Regions from separate parts of the Mus musculus genome. Here all the other regions are linked to region 2. A link is a contact called in public Hi-C, HiCAR-type and promoter capture Hi-C data. All regions are on one chromosome and are shown on one strand. The core of a region is the stretch at or near the end of the contact, and the rest is flanking DNA. Distances in the headings are between cores, read along the strand shown. Region 1 holds the start of Mob1b (MOB kinase activator 1B). Region 2 holds the start of Uba6 (ubiquitin-like modifier activating enzyme 6). Region 3 holds the start of Dck (deoxycytidine kinase). Region 4 has its middle 19 kb from the start of Jchain. Region 5 holds the start of Grsf1 (G-rich RNA sequence binding factor 1).

Evidence for each region. Promoter capture Hi-C pulls out the DNA fragments that hold promoters and counts their contacts. Hi-C and Micro-C count contacts between places; a contact is called where the count stands out from the background. HiCAR-type assays count read pairs that join an accessible place to other places.
Region 1: a promoter capture Hi-C map of pre-B cells shows a contact between it and region 2, with 7 times the contacts expected there. The contact joins the promoter of Mob1b here to the promoter of Uba6 in region 2. A contact is called at or near these places in 9 of 39 promoter capture datasets (the 3T3-L1 cell line, the C10 cell line, cranial neural crest and 6 more), 1 of 484 Hi-C or Micro-C datasets (embryonic stem cells), 2 of 115 datasets of contacts at active chromatin or transcription factors (astrocytes and thymic regulatory T cells) and 1 of 9 other capture datasets (adipose tissue).
Region 3: a contact with region 2 is called in a promoter capture Hi-C map of pre-B cells. The contact joins the promoter of Dck here to the promoter of Uba6 in region 2. A contact is called at or near these places in 8 of 39 promoter capture datasets (the C10 cell line, the HPC-7 cell line, cranial neural crest and 5 more), 3 of 484 Hi-C or Micro-C datasets (CD4 T cells, pro-B cells and rod photoreceptor), 2 of 115 datasets of contacts at active chromatin or transcription factors (forebrain and large pre-B cells) and 2 of 9 other capture datasets (adipose tissue and liver).
Region 4: a Hi-C map of B cells shows a contact between it and region 2, with 6 read pairs. The contact joins the enhancer-like site here to the promoter of Uba6 in region 2. A contact is called at or near these places in 4 of 39 promoter capture datasets (cranial neural crest, hippocampal neurons, liver and 1 more) and 1 of 484 Hi-C or Micro-C datasets (B cells).
Region 5: a HiCAR-type map of astrocytes shows a contact between it and region 2, with 5 times the contacts expected there. The contact joins the promoter of Grsf1 here to the promoter of Uba6 in region 2. A contact is called at or near these places in 5 of 39 promoter capture datasets (the 3T3-L1 cell line, cranial neural crest, embryonic stem cells and 2 more) and 5 of 115 datasets of contacts at active chromatin or transcription factors (astrocytes, embryonic stem cells, forebrain and 2 more).

What each region holds. Positions count from the first base shown.
Region 1 is chr5:88,719,246-88,722,185 of GRCm38.p6, reverse strand. It overlaps Mob1b (MOB kinase activator 1B), which reads right to left and starts at 1,315. Exons shown (of 6, transcript NM_026735.2): 1 at 1,065-1,315. The coding sequence starts at 1,078.
Region 2 is chr5:86,171,257-86,174,089 of GRCm38.p6, reverse strand. Uba6 (ubiquitin-like modifier activating enzyme 6) reads left to right here and starts at 1,347. Exons shown (of 33, transcript NM_172712.2): 1 at 1,347-1,422. The coding sequence starts at 1,352.
Region 3 is chr5:88,763,730-88,766,706 of GRCm38.p6, reverse strand. It overlaps Dck (deoxycytidine kinase), which reads right to left and starts at 1,694. Exons shown (of 7, transcript NM_007832.4): 1 at 1,361-1,694. The coding sequence starts at 1,451.
Region 4 is chr5:88,507,442-88,510,291 of GRCm38.p6, reverse strand. No RefSeq gene overlaps it. Among named protein-coding and RNA genes, the nearest start is that of Jchain, 19 kb to the left of the region's middle. Within about 2 kb of position 1,556, at least 66 of the 459 cell types and tissues checked have an H3K27ac peak or open chromatin away from gene starts, as enhancers often do. A contact at or near this core is called in B cells and pre-B cells, where this site is marked.
Region 5 is chr5:88,674,821-88,677,524 of GRCm38.p6, reverse strand. It overlaps Grsf1 (G-rich RNA sequence binding factor 1), which reads left to right and starts at 1,354. Exons shown (of 10, transcript NM_178700.5): 1 at 1,354-1,767. The coding sequence starts at 1,414.

The sequences.
Region 1 (2,940 bases), core at 66-2,565, 2.5 Mb before region 2:
AGAAGCAGCCAGCACCCCCAACCCCACCCCGACAGCACCAAGTGGACAGGGAGGCAGGGCACCCCAACAGAACATGAGGGTAGGGAGCAGTGTTCCCCCCACCCCCGCCCTCTGACAGCACCAGGAGGATGGAAAGGCAGGGTCCGACAGCACCAGGAGGACAAGGAGGCACGGCCCTGAGAGCAAGCACCAGGAGGAAGGGGAGACGGGGAAGGGCAGCTCCAAGACAGGGAAGCAGAGCCGGGCAGCACCGAGGACTAGAAGGCAGGGACGGGCAACACAAGGAGGACAGGGAGGCAGGGCTCCCAGACAGCACCCGGAGGACGGGGAGGAAGGACCGGGCAGCACCAGGAGGACCGGGAGGCAGAGCCGGGCAGCACACGGAGGACGGGGAAACAGGGCCGGGCAGCACCCGGAGGACGCAGAAGCAGGGCCCGGCAATAGCAGGAGGACGGGGAGGAAGGGCTGGGCAGCACCAAGAGGACCGGGAGGCAGGGCCGGGCAGCACACGGAGGACAGGGAAGCAGGGCCGGGCAGCACTCGGAGGACGGAGAGGCGGGGCTCGGCAATAGCAGGAGGACGGGGAAGCAGGGCCGGGCAGCACCAGGAGGACGGAGAGGCAGAGCCGGGCAGCACCAGGAGGACGGGGAGGCAGAGCCGGGCAGCACCAGGAGGACGGGGAGGCTGGGTCGGGCAGCACCAGGAGGACGGGGAGGCAGAGCCGGGCAGCACTAGGAGGACGGGGAGGCAGAGCCGGGCAGCACCAGGAGGACGGGGAGGCAGAGCCGGGCAGCACCAGGAGGACGGGGAGGCAGAGCCAGGCAGTACGGAAGACTAGAAGGCAGGGACCGGCAACACCAGGAGGATGGAGAGGCAAGGCTCCCCGACAGCACCAGGAAGATGGGGAGGCAAGGGCCGGGCAGCACCAGGAGGACGAGGAGGCAGGGCCCCGAGAGCACCCGGAGGACGAGGAGGCAGGGCCGGCCAGCACCCCGAGGTCGGGGCCTCTGGAGCCCGGGGCCCAGGGGGCGGCGGAACAAAGCCGGCGCTACTGGACTACTTACAACAAGAAGCTCATGTCGGCCGCGGCGTGGGCTGCGGGCTCGGCTGAGCGAAGCCTGGGGCGGCGGGCTTGAATCAGAGAAAAGGTGGCGGAGGGGGAAGGACGCGCGCCGGCGGCGGAGCGGCCGCGACTTCTCCGGCTTCGCTACTTGCCGCGGCCGGCTGAGGGGCGGAAGTGGAAGGCCAGGACTCGGCAGGCTCACCGGACTGGAAGCAGAGCGGCCGAGGAAGCACCGCCCGCCGCGTCCTCCTCGCAGCCCCGCGCTCCCGCGCCGAAGTCTCGCGAGAGCGAGCTCTGGCGCCCCGCCCACATTAGGATTACCTTCGGGTCACCTCTGCCTCCCGCACAGTCCAGCTGAGAGCTTGCCCGAGCACGTGACCTGGGGGGTTCGGAGCCCAGCGGGGAAGTGGACCTCCGTTCCAGGACGCCTGGGTCTCATGGATAGGGAGGGAGTCGCCATCAGAGAGGACAGCGGAAGGCCTTGGACTCGCTTTCTGTGCTCTGATTTAGGCAAGCACCCCACGAACTGAGAGCCACATCCCCAGTCCCTCTACGCCGCCCGCACTTAAAAAAAAAAAAAAAAAGTTTTTCTGCTTGTAACGACTTGGGGGGAGATGGAATTTTGGGAAAGGGAAATAAATGTTTTAGGAGGTAAGATCTTTATTTGAACAAGCTAGCTGTCTAGGGAAACGGAGGGAGCCCAGGAGAGCTGAGGACCAGATTCCCTGAGGCAGGGACGCTGGTTATCCATGGCCATACGGATTAACTAGTTGTGGAGTCCCTTCGAAGAACTGATGCCCAAAACGCTGGGAATTATTCAGCCAGGCGCTCGAAGGAACTTTAGTTCTCACCTGCTTAAGAGGCTGAGGGCAAAGCTTTATGTTTAAAGACTGTTTGATGGCTCCTGAGATGATTCAGCCAGTAAAGGAACTTGCCACCAAGCCTGATCGCCTGGAACCCACGCGGTAAAGAGAACCAGTTCCCACAAGTTGTCCTCTCATTTCCACACAAATTAAATAAATAGATAGTGCGTGGTGGTGCTTGCCTGAATCGCTATACCTCAGAGATGGAGGCAAAAGGATCACAAGTTTGGAGTAAGCCAAGACAGCACAGGAAGTTGTTTGTTTGTGTGTTTGTTTGTTTGTTTGTTTGTTTTTACCATAGGAGACAGTGGTATTCTTTACTCGCACCTGATGCTGAATCGAGGAATTTAAGTGGAACAGTGTGCAGATAGTAGCCCAACTTGAGCTTAGCGTTCCAAAAGACAGAGGATTCCTGAAAGTGATGCAAATATTCAATTTATCCGATTTCATTTCTACACCAGTAGTCAGCCGCGTTGGCTAAATGGTTTTAAAAACCTAAATGCAAGAAACCCGAACCTTCTATTATCTCAGGAACAGCAAATAATAACGTGAAAAGACAGCTTCAAAAGCCTTTAAGCCCAGAACTGGGAAGGCAGAGGTAGGCAGATCTGTGTGAGTCTAAGGCCAGCCTGATTTACATATGGAATTCCAAGCCAACCAGAAATAACATAGTGAGCTGCTGTCTAAAAAAATCAAAAATAAAAAAAATAAAACAGACAGCAAAAGGATTTACTATGATAAAAAAACAGTAAGTTGGTGATGTAAAAGCCTTATATTCAAATCTTGATATAATACTACTTACTATACCATATATAATTCCATAAAGGTCTTCCAAAGGCGAGATTTACCTCACCAGGTTAGAAACTATTTGAGGAAGAGTAGTTGAAGGAGCAAGTCAGAGCCCCAGTCTCACCCACTCTTAACTGTAGTTCTGGCAGCCAGACATGGCTGTGTGCTTAGAAAAGAAGGCTACCGAGACAGGAGAATTAGTTTAAGACCGGCCTGAGACTGTAT
Region 2 (2,833 bases), core at 98-2,597:
AGTCTCTCACTCAGACCAGACCTGGCAGTCCTCTGCTGTACATGTGTCAAGGGCCTCAAGCTAGTGTATGCTGCCTGGTTGGGAGCCACATTTTTTTTTTTTTTTTCAATCAAGCCATACAACAGGGACAGATAGTTTTTAAGTTAGAAAAGTTTCCCTTAAATCCATGGTCTCCTTGGACTAAGGAAATAAAAATTTATTTTCCCTAATAGCAGTAACAGATACAGAAAAAGTCAAGACACAAAGCTAGTAAAAAATATAAAAACATGCTTTAACATACAGCAAAGTTCCTCTGCCCGGAGAAGCTACTGTGTTCTCACTGATAATGCTGTGACTCTTTCATACAACTTCTCGTGCTGTGGTGACCACCAACCCTAAAATCATTTTTGTGATTTCAAGACAATTTTGAAGTAAAACCTGTTATACTTTACAGAACGCTGCCCTATGTCTATAATCAAACACGGATTTTTAAAATTGGGCTAGTGTTTCGTCAAACACATCACCAGTTAGAAAGATTCTTAATAGCTGGGCGTGGTGGCACACACTTAATCCCAGCACTTGGGAGGAAGAGGCAGAGGCAGGCAGATTTCTGAGTTCGAGGCCAGCCTGGTCTACAGAGTGAGCTCCAGGACAGCCAGGGCTGCACAAAGAAACCCTGTCTCGAAAAAAAACAACAACAAAGATTCTTAATTGTACTGTGTGTACACAATTGTTTTCTAAAAATGGTAAAATGAGAATGAATGAAAAAAAAGAATTAGATGAGAAATCGGCAATCAGAGAACTGGTAATATGAGTTACTGGCTGTATGTCTTTGATCATATCATTTGAGTTCCTTGTTTTTCCTCCCTTAAAATGAAAGTGCCAAATTTTACAGCTCTTTTTAGTCACTTGACTACAGAGATCAGTAATAGATGTTCAAAACAATTTAAATGGAATCTTTAAGTGGAATCCCAGCCTGGAAATGTCCTCTTTTTGTTGTTGTTGTTCAGAAAAGCGATCTCCTCAAGGCACTGTAACAGTTCTGGATTTGCAAGGCAACAGCATCTGGTAGCTGTCGAGCCCCCTGGAGCGGTACGCTCTCACAGCCGGAAGTGACGCGTTTTGGTTCCGCGTTTGCCCTCAGCGCTCAGCAGCCTTCACGTAGGCACTCCCCTCACCTGCAAGGAAGCGCGCCCCGTTGCCCCGCCCCAACCGGAAGTCAGGTGTCCCAGGGGCTGACTGGAAACCCTGTCCTGGGCGTACTTTTCCCCAGCTCCTCCCCCTGGTGACGTCGCCGCCCGCCCCTTGACCCTCGCGGCCCCGCCCCCTCGCCTGCCTCCCCGCCTCGCTGCAGTCAGTCTGTCGGAAGGCGATGGAGCGGTCCGAGCCGTTGGCTGTGCTTTCCTGTGAAGAGGCGTCCTGCTCCTCCTGGGGAGCCTGCGGGTGAGAGGCCTGGCCCGGGGCAGGCTGGGCGGGAAGGAGCGGAGGAACGCCGACGCGGGCTCCGTTCTCGCGTTCCGGCGGCTCGGAGCGCGCGGAGGCCACGGGGCCGCGCGGAGCCACAGGGAGCTAGCGAGGTGGCGAACGAGCGAGCGAGCCGGCGGGCGGTGGGTGTGGCGGCGTGGGCGCTGCCCTCGCTGCTCCAGCTCCGCTCCTCTGAGGAGACCGGCTCTTCCCGGGTCGGGTCCAGCATCCTTCCCTCAGGTCACTACTTCTGAGCGGCCAGTCATTCAGGAGAGGGTTGTGGCCCCTGTTGCTTGGCACACTTCCTTCAGCGCCACGGAGCACTATCCTCCTCCAGCCGTGCTCCTTAGGAAAACTGTTCTTGAGAGCTCAAGTCAGGATGAATCCGTTGCAGTGTGGACACCCCGAGAATCCTCTCTGTTTACTACGGGGGTGTTGGAGCGCGGGGCGGGGCCCAAGGTTCCTAGGATTATTTCCCGCTGAGGATCTTGGAGTTTTTCTTTCTCAGCCTGCAAAAATTCCGGGGTTGGGGTCCTGGTATACTCTCTCCAGTGTTTGCGTTAGTTCTCTTTTGGTCATCTTACAGTTAAGAAAGCCCCGCTTGTATCCTACCCAGTATATGACTATTACATACCAAATATAGAAGTGATGGATTTCTTACGTTACTAGCTTTACATTGCACATTGAGACATATACTTCAAGGACTGGATGGAAGTATTGTCTGCCCTGGCCAATGCTGCCAAAATCGACTTAAGAAATATTATTGAATACAAATATCTGCCCCTTAGTTGCTCTTACAGATGATTTGTTATTGTTGTTGTTGTTGTTGTTGTTGTTATTATTATTATTATTATTATTATATTGATTCTGAGGCTGGCTCCAAGTTTGCCAAAGATGGCTTCCTCCCTCCTCGTCTGAATTTCTGAGATTACAAGTATGTGCAATCAGGCGTGACTGTTTTTGAACATATTCTCGAAACAATCATTGAGACAGAGCTTTTTAAGTGTTGGCCATAGCCATTAAGCGGCTGAGCATAACCCCGTTCTCATTTTTAGTCAGAACTTTAATCCACCTAAGTCATTGTGTGTAACATAGAATAGCAAGTGCAATAAAGTGTGTAAAATAGAAACAAAATGATAGGATACTACAGGTTTATATATAGTTTTAGTATATGTTGTGTGAATATGCTGACTTTATTATATGAGGTGCTTACAGTGCAGTTAGTGTCTGGTTGCTCTAAAAATCTCAACAGCAAGCACTGCACATAGCAACAGTTAGTGAAATTAACTTCAACACATTTTAAAACTCTAAGGAAGATGATACCTAAGAAAACATACATTTTGTATGGAAGGACCTTGTCTAAGGGTTTCTATTCTTTTTTGGTTTTTCG
Region 3 (2,977 bases), core at 445-2,944, 2.6 Mb before region 2:
AGACTAGATGTATGTTGCCTACATGAGCTTGAGAGAAGGGAGATAATCCATTATGATCTGTCCATTGGAATTTACCCTGAAGATGACTTTACTGAACACTTTCTCCCATCATTCATATGGTCATCTTCATCCACTAAGACGCCCTGAGGATTCTTACTAATAAACATGGCATCGCAAAGAACTTATAAGAAAGGAGGATCTCGGCCACAGAAGTGTGGAGCAAGGAAAACTTGCCCTCTTTGTGTCTCAGCTCGGCTCTCTTGAAGCTTACATCTGCTGACCTTCTTTCTCAAAGAGATGGTGCTTTGAAGGTGGCAAAACTGAAAACATCCGCTGCATACATGAATAGTCAGTACTCAACCTGCAGGCACAAACCTAACAGCTGTGCCAAAACAGGAAGCGTCGGTTGGTTCCCAGTGGTAGGAAATGTAAAAGAATGGGCAATTCAAGCTCACCTTGCAAAATGACATGCACAGTGTAGCTCCCCCAGTAAGGTTAAGGGCAGAAACTCTAAGAGTCTTTAAGCCAAAACTCAGTGCTTACCTGTACGTGGGAAAGGGAATAAAACATTGCACACTATCAAACTCATTACCTGCTTTCCTCATATGTGTAGCGTAGTGTTAGGGATTGCTACAAACGCCAACCCAAATGGTGACAACAAAGATGTGCTATATACCACTCATTGTAATATTACTTTCTTTTTTTTTTTTTTTTTAAAGTATTACACTGGGCCAGGCGTGGTGGTGTATTCTTTTAATTCCAGCACACAGGAGGCAGAGGCAGGCGAATCGCTAGAGAGTTCAAGGCCAACATTGTGAGTTCCAAGACAGGCAGGTCTCAAAAGTGAGACCGTCTCAAAAAAAAAAAAAAAAACAGAACAAGAAATAAAGTTCTGCAGAAATAAACAGCATGGGTGAGTTTTAAAGGCACTCTAGTATACTAAGCAAGACACAGAAAACAAGACACTCTGGTTTTGTTTAGGACATCATGGGAAAACAAAACTGGCAGGGATTAAAACAGAAGCAGGTCAGGGCTTGTAAGGGGATGGGAAGGGAGAAAGAGCTGACTACAAAGAAGCGCAAAGGGAACTGGGGATGTAAATGATGAAAACGGTCTCAATTTTGCGGTAAAACCGCAAGTCAGTGAAGCCTACCTGAAGAGCACACCTAAAAAGGGGTTCGCATACCTAAGTTACATCTCAAGAAAAAACAGTTCCCAACAAAGGGTGCACACTGGTCCAGAGCGCGCCTCACAAAGCCCCCGCTGGCGCCGGGCCAGACGAGCCACCGCGCCGGCGCGAGCAGGGCAGCAGGGAAGGATCCTGGGGCACCAGCACAGCACCGCACCGGGGACACCTTACCGATGTTCCCCTCGATGGAGATCTTCTTGATGCGGGTCCCCTCGGAGCTGGTCGAGGGAGAAGGGCAGAACCTCTTAGGTGGGGTGGCCATGCCTAGCTCCAGACGGCTCGGGTGCGGAACCTGCAGGGACACGGCGGCACGGGCGGCTCCGGGTTGCAGCGTCAATCTCGCGCCGGCGGGACCCGCACTTTGACTTTGGCGCGCGGAGGCGCAGGCGATTGGGCAGACCGTGGAGAACCCGCCCTGACGGCCCCGACTCCCACCCTATACGCCTCGCCCTCGCGGGATCTGCATGTCTGTGGTTCCTCCGGGCGGGCCGGGCGTCCCAGGAGCGCAGGGTAGGGGGCGGGGCTTGTGAGGAGAACCCTGAGAGAGCCGGGCGACTGACCGTGCGCGACGAGCTGTGAGCCGGAGGGGGCGGGGCCTGCGGGATGAGCAGTGGGAGGGCGGGGGGCGGGCCTTGCGCAATGAGCTCATTCGAGGGCAGGGGCGGAGCTTGAGCGAAGCGCCTAGGGAAGAGTAGGGTCAGGCTTTTCTGGACCAGCCCTTTGGGATCCTGTCAGGCTTCGTGGTTTGAACTTTTCCGGGAAGAAAAGTAAGAACTAGTAATTTCAAACTAAGAGCCTCAGTAGGTGTCTCTCACAGAAAACGTGTAGCTGTCCGTCACTGTCTTAAGAGTTATTTCGTTAACCAGCGATCTAGTACCATCCACCATACAGGATAGTGCCTAGAATGAAAGGAAGGGAGGGAGTGGCTACTGGTTTAAAGTCTGGGACCAGAAGTGAGACTGGAAACTGGCATCATAACACCCAAGGTCTCCACTTTAATTTGCATGCTACACCGTGCTGTTTATAAAGTTACCTAACACTAGGTATGTTTCTCAGCAGCATGGCTATGACTTAACATTGCATGTCCATGGCCTAACATGTAATTAATGTTTAAAGTCATATACACATGTTTATACATAGAGATGTACTCTGCACACACACACACACACACAGCATTCTGCTAGGTTGAGCTAGAGAGAGGTGCTATTTAATCAGGGTATAGACCTGGTAAAAAGATTACCCATCTGGAAGTCAGATTCAAATTATCTACAAAAACAAAGGAACTTATTTTTTTTTTAGCGTGTAACTATCATTTGACCTAAAATATGTCCTAAAAATGGACCTAGCAGCGGAGAAATGACGACTTCTACAAAAAAAGGAGCAGGTATTAAAGTGAGTTGTTGGACTGGCTGGATTTAAGGCCCACTCCATGAGATGTAACACATATCTGACACTGCTCAGGTGGCAATCCAAATACTGTTCTGCTACAATAACTGAACAATAAAATGATACCTAGTGATATCCTATAGGTCAGTATCTCTTGTAGCCAGCATCAGAGATGCTTCTTTCTGCAGAACCAAACCCACAAAGGCATAAAGTGCAGAGAGGGAGACCTTGGCATACTCTGCTTTAAATGGGATGTCTCCACCAAAGCCCTCTCCTCAGGGCTCTGGGAACCTTATGGAAAACGATGGGGAAAGTCTAGGAGTCAGAGGCAATGGAGGACACCAAGGACACAAGGCCTTCTAAACCCACCATGACCAACACACACATGAATTCACAGTGAGG
Region 4 (2,850 bases), core at 307-2,806, 2.3 Mb before region 2:
TGATAAGTGGATATTAGCCCAGAAACTTAGAATACCCAAGATACAAGATACAATTTGCAAAACACATGAAACTCAAGAAGAAAGAAGATCAAAAAGGTGTGGACACTTTGCCCCTTTTTAGAATTGGGAACAAAACACCCATGGAAGGAGTTACAGACACAAAGTTTGGAGCTGAGACGAAAGGATGGACCATTTAGAGACTGCCACACCCGGGGATCCATCCCATAATCAGCCTCTAAACGCTGACACCATTGCATATGCCAGCAAGATTTTGCTGAAAGGACCCTGATATAGCTGTCTCTTGTTTGGCTATGCCAGTGCCTGGTAAACAAAAAAGTGGATGCTCACTGTCAGCTATTGGATGGATCACAGGGCCCCCAATGGAGGAGCTAGAGAAAGTACCCAAGGAGCTAAAGGGATCTGCAACCCTATAGGTGGAACAACAATATGAACTAACCAGGACCCCCCCAGAGCTCGTGTCTCTAGCTGCATATGTATCAGAAGATAGCCTAGTCAGCCACCATTGGAAAGAGTGTCCCCTTGTTCTTGCAAACTTTATATGCCTCAGTACAGGGGAACACCAGGGCCAAGAAGTTGGAGTGGGTGGCTAGGGGAGTGTGTGGGGGAGGGTATGGGGGACTTTTGGGATAGCATTTGAAATGTAAATGAAGAAAATACCTAATAAAAAAAGAAATTATGAATTGTAAGCACTTAAAAATATTTAAAGAGAAAGTTGTGTTTATGGAACATTCATTTACTTTGCTAGTACAATTGCTAGTTGCTCTGAGAGATATGTGAAGGAAAAACAACTCTTTTTACTTTCTAGATATGTTCCTATTTCACCTATTGGCAGAACTAATAGGAAAAACTTTGCACACAATATATTACAAATATGGTTGGAGGTAAGAGATGAGTTGCACTATGAGCCATGAGGGAAGAGAGTCATTAAGGCTTGGCATAGTCTTGGAACAATGTTAACCAAATGGAGATTTTCACACTCAGAGAGTTAGAATCTTCTAGAATTATGCAAGCCAGACAAAGAGGAAGAATCATTAGGGAAGTCTAAGAATATTGCCTTTCCTTATGCATGCTGCTGGGCACCAGGGCAGGACTGTGTGTGAGATGAGGCACTATGGGAGCAGAGGGTCTTGACCTGCGTGCTGTAGGGTCTGGGTTAGTGGGCACAGCTTTATTCATTGAGCAGTTCTTTCTGTGTTAGATTATAGTTCAGCTTGTTCCTTCCTTCTTGTTTGGAGGGCTTCTCCTCTGCTAGCATGGGTTTTTTTTCTTTCTTTCTTGTAATCAGCTGATTGGTGTTTTTAAATTGAATGGCCTCTATATTCAAAACATTCAAAGGGAGAGCAAAAGGCTGTTATTGAATAAGGTGAGGCAGAGAGGCAAGGAAGTACAGGTGGATAAAAGTAAATATTATATCCTGTGGTAAAATGGTGATTATTTTACATTTCCATTTAGGGGTGAGCTGTTAGCCTGAGTCACACTGAAACTTTAAGGTTTAATGAAGTAGAAACAGACTTGTCTGTCCACCCCCCCCCTTGTCTGTTTTAAGGTCAACATTTTTGGTTCCCTTTTTGGCTCTTAGTAACGACTTTTGGTTTCATGAGTACATGGTTGTTTTAGTCAGGGTTTCTATTTCTGCACAAACATCATGACCAAGAGGCAAGTTGGGGAGGAAAGGGTTTATTCAGCTTACACATCCATACTGCTGTTCATCTCCAAGGAAGTCAAGACTGGAACTCAAGCAAATCAGAAAGCAGGAGCTGATGCAGAGGCTATGGAGGGATGTTCTTTACTGGCTTGCTTCCCTGGCTTGCTCAGCTTGCTTTCTTATAAAACCCAGGACTCCTAGCCCAGGGATGGCACCACCCACAAGGGGCCCTTCCCCCTTGATCTCTAGTTGAGAAAATGCCTTACAGATGGATCTCATGGAGGCATTCCTCAACTGAAGCTCCTTTCTCTGTGATAACTCTAGCTTGTGTCAAGTTGACACAAAACCAGCCAGTACAATGATAAATTATATTTTGAAGGTGGTAGTTGAAACTGGATTAAATGTGACAAGAGGAACAGATAGGAATGCCTAAATAAACAATAAAAGTAACTCAAAACTCTCTTTAAAGATGTGTTAAATGCCTGGGCATGGGCACCCCTTCATTCCAGCTCGGGAGGGAGAGGCATGTGGACCTCTGTAAGTTTGAGGCCAGCCTGTTCTATGAGATGAGTTCTAGGACATTCAGTGATGTTACAGAGAGAATCCCTGTCTTAAAAAAACAGAACAAACAAATGAACAAACAAACAAAACAGCAACAACAAAAACCAACCAACCAACCAACCAAACAACCAACCAACCAACCAAAACCCACCACCACCACCACCCACAAAAAGTATTAAATTTGTTACTCTGATCTGAACAGCCAAATTTAAATGTGTTGTCGACATCTTTAGATGATCCAGAAACCTGGAGGAAGAGTCTCCATGATAATGCCTGCCATGTCTAATTCTCATAAGATCAGCTGGACCCTGCGCATCATCATTCTACTTCACCATGCACAGAGTGAGAAGCCCAAGCTTTTCTCAGAGAACTGACTTGTGCCTCTGGAGATGCTGCCACAGATGGTATGTATGGGCCTCTGGACTGTCTTATGTTCTGTTACCTTCAGATATGATTTTATTCTGTATAAGTTGTCTTCTTGGGAAATGGAGGTCATACCTAGCTACGTTAGAATCAGCAGAGGGCAACTGTTAGGTTCCGTCATCCACTGTAGAAGTGGGTAGCAGTAGCAGGGTGGAGATTCGAGAGCTAAGGTAGATGCTGTTGTCAGAACCTGTAGCGCA
Region 5 (2,704 bases), core at 105-2,604, 2.5 Mb before region 2:
AGGTTGCCAGCCACTGCTTTAGGGTTTGTGTCTCACCGAAGAAAAGAGGAAGAACCTCTTCTACACATCTCGGGTATAAAAGGAACAAGCCGGTCAGGTTTTCTATTCTTTCCTTCTTGGACAGAAATATGTTTTCATTTGTGAAATACCTGGTTTTCTTAAATCTAAAAGGAGTCCAGAGTAAACAAGCCAAAGTTTAAGCCCAACCATCTTAAATGTCTCAAAGGTAACTTATCAGAACGTAACCTTTCAAAAGTCTGTACTGGGGCTGGAGAGATGGCTTATGGGTCTAGAGTGCTGGCTGCTCTTTCAGAGGACCCAGGTTCAACTCCCACCACCTGCATGATGGCTCACTGCTGTCTCTAACTCCAGGGCCAGGGGATCCGATGCCCTTGTCTGGTCTCCGTGGCCACACCCATATATTAATACATTAAACTAATAATAAAAAAGTCCGTATTGTTTTAAGATGAATACCATAGGATGACTGCCATTACATAGTTAACTTAAAAAAAAAAGTTTTAGAGCTGGCACTGGGATAAAGGTGAAACAGTGGAAAATGTAGGCGGTTTCTTTACTTCTGGAAGTTGAACAAGAATTGAATTTCAAAAACTTTGAAATATGTTAAGATTTTCCACGATAGAGAGCCCTATATTGGTCTCCTCACCCCCACGAGGAGGTTGGGGTGATCTAAGCGATTACCCTGCCACGGAACTACACTACCCAGTCACAGAGATGCCTCCTAACCCCACCCCCGCCACAACCAATCAGCCTCTCCTTCATATTTTTACTCTAAGAACTCCCATTTGTCTTTAGTTTTTTATTTTTATTTTTTTACCTTTGACAGGTCCTTGCCACATAGGAGAAAACTGCACAACCACTCATGTATTTATTTGCAAATCTCTACACCTTCACTTGTGACTATATTGTCTAAGGAAGGCTTTATTTTATATAATATATGATAAATATTATATACATATCTCACATATACTATAAAATCAGTGCTTCCGTTCAAAACAAAGTTGGCCTTCTGCACGAATTTTGAGGTTGGGGTATCAACGCCCCCTCAGCGTCGTCCCAAAACGTTTTAGAGCTAGGTAACCCATTCCTTCCGGAAACTTCGCCGGGCCTCGGTGACCCGCAGACCTCAGCTCTAACCTGAGCAGGAGAGCCTGGGACAACTTCCACTCTGGAGGCGCTCAGGTCACCCCACCCACACCCTTACCGGCGGGAAAGCCCCGCCCCGAGGGCGGAGCCTGGGCGGGGCCGCTCGCTCACCTCCGCCTCCGAGCCTCGTCTCAGCCCCGGGTGCGCGCGGCGCATGTGCCCGGTGCCCCCTCCCCCGCCCTGGATTCCACTTCCCCTCCGCTCGCGCCACAGCGGCCACCTCCAGGCCCCGCGCCGCCTCCGGAGCCGATGGCCGGGACGCGCTGGGTGCTAGGCGCGTTGCTCCGGGGCTGCGGCTGCAACTGCAGCAGCTGCCGGCGGACCGGCGCCGCCTGCCTGCCTTTCTACTCCGCCGCCGGCACCTTCCCGTCGGGCGTCTCTGGCCGCCGCCGCCTGCTGCTACTCCTCGGGGCCGCCGCGGCCGCCGCTTCGCAGACGCGGGGCCTGCAGCTCGGGCCTGCGGCCGCCGGGAGGCTGGCGGGTCCCATCCCTGCCCGTCCCTCCGCCGCCGCGGCCGCCGCCGCGTCCTACTCGGCCCTGCGCGCCCCGCTGTTTCCGCGATCGCTGGCAGCCGCCGCGGGCCCGGCGCGGGGTTACAGTCAGGTACGTGGCGCCGCGCGCGGGACCCTCGGCGGCCGCGCGCCCGCGTCGGTCTGTCCGCGAGCGCCCCGCGTGCGCGCCCGGGGATCCGCGGCACGCACCGCACCCCCGCCTCCCTCCCGCTCCGTCCTCCTATTGGGCACGGGAACAAGGGACGCTCTCACGGCCCCGGCTCTTCTTGTTTTGTTCCCTCCGAGTCTGGGCGGTTGGGCAGTGTAAGTGTGGCTGGGGTGAATGTAGAGGCCTTGTTTCCCGCCGGGCCCATGGTAGGTTTTGGGGGCGCCGCCGACGCCCCCCACCCCGACTCCCCCCTAGCCTTATGCCCGCTGGAGGTGAAGCTGAGCGGCCAGAGCCCGCGGAGGGTCGGGGCCGGCCGTGCGTGCGGTGGGAGCGGTAGGCCGGGCGGCTCGGGCCTCCTCGGCCGGCCACCGACGCGCAGCCCCGCGCGCACGGGAGCGTGGGCTAGCCTGGGACAGCCCCCGCGCGTCCCTCTCCCTTGTCCGCGGGGAGAGGCGGGCGGTCCACCTGACTGAAGGTCACCTCTGCAAGTCCACTCGCCTTGACAGAAGGACCTTTGGTGCAGCGGGGCTCTGCGGACGCGGAGAGCTGTGGGGAGACCGTGGGAAACTGGGAGAGAACGTGTGTGTGTGGGGCGGGGGCGTCCGTGGGTGAGGACTTGGGGGCTTCGGTTGTCACTCCACGATCTTTTCCCTTGTTTCCCGTCTTTTCAGAAAGACATTGTAAGAATTCATATTGCAAATATTTGGTCCTCTGTATATGTGGGACATTTCTCTTTTGCGGTTTATGTGGCATCTGGGAAGTGTCTACCTAACCTGGTAACGCCACTGGCCATGTTTATCTTAATTTAGTTTTGCGTCTGCTTGAATTAGTGATATCTGGGTGGTTCATCTGCATGGCTGATGTCTGCCAGTAGCTGAGC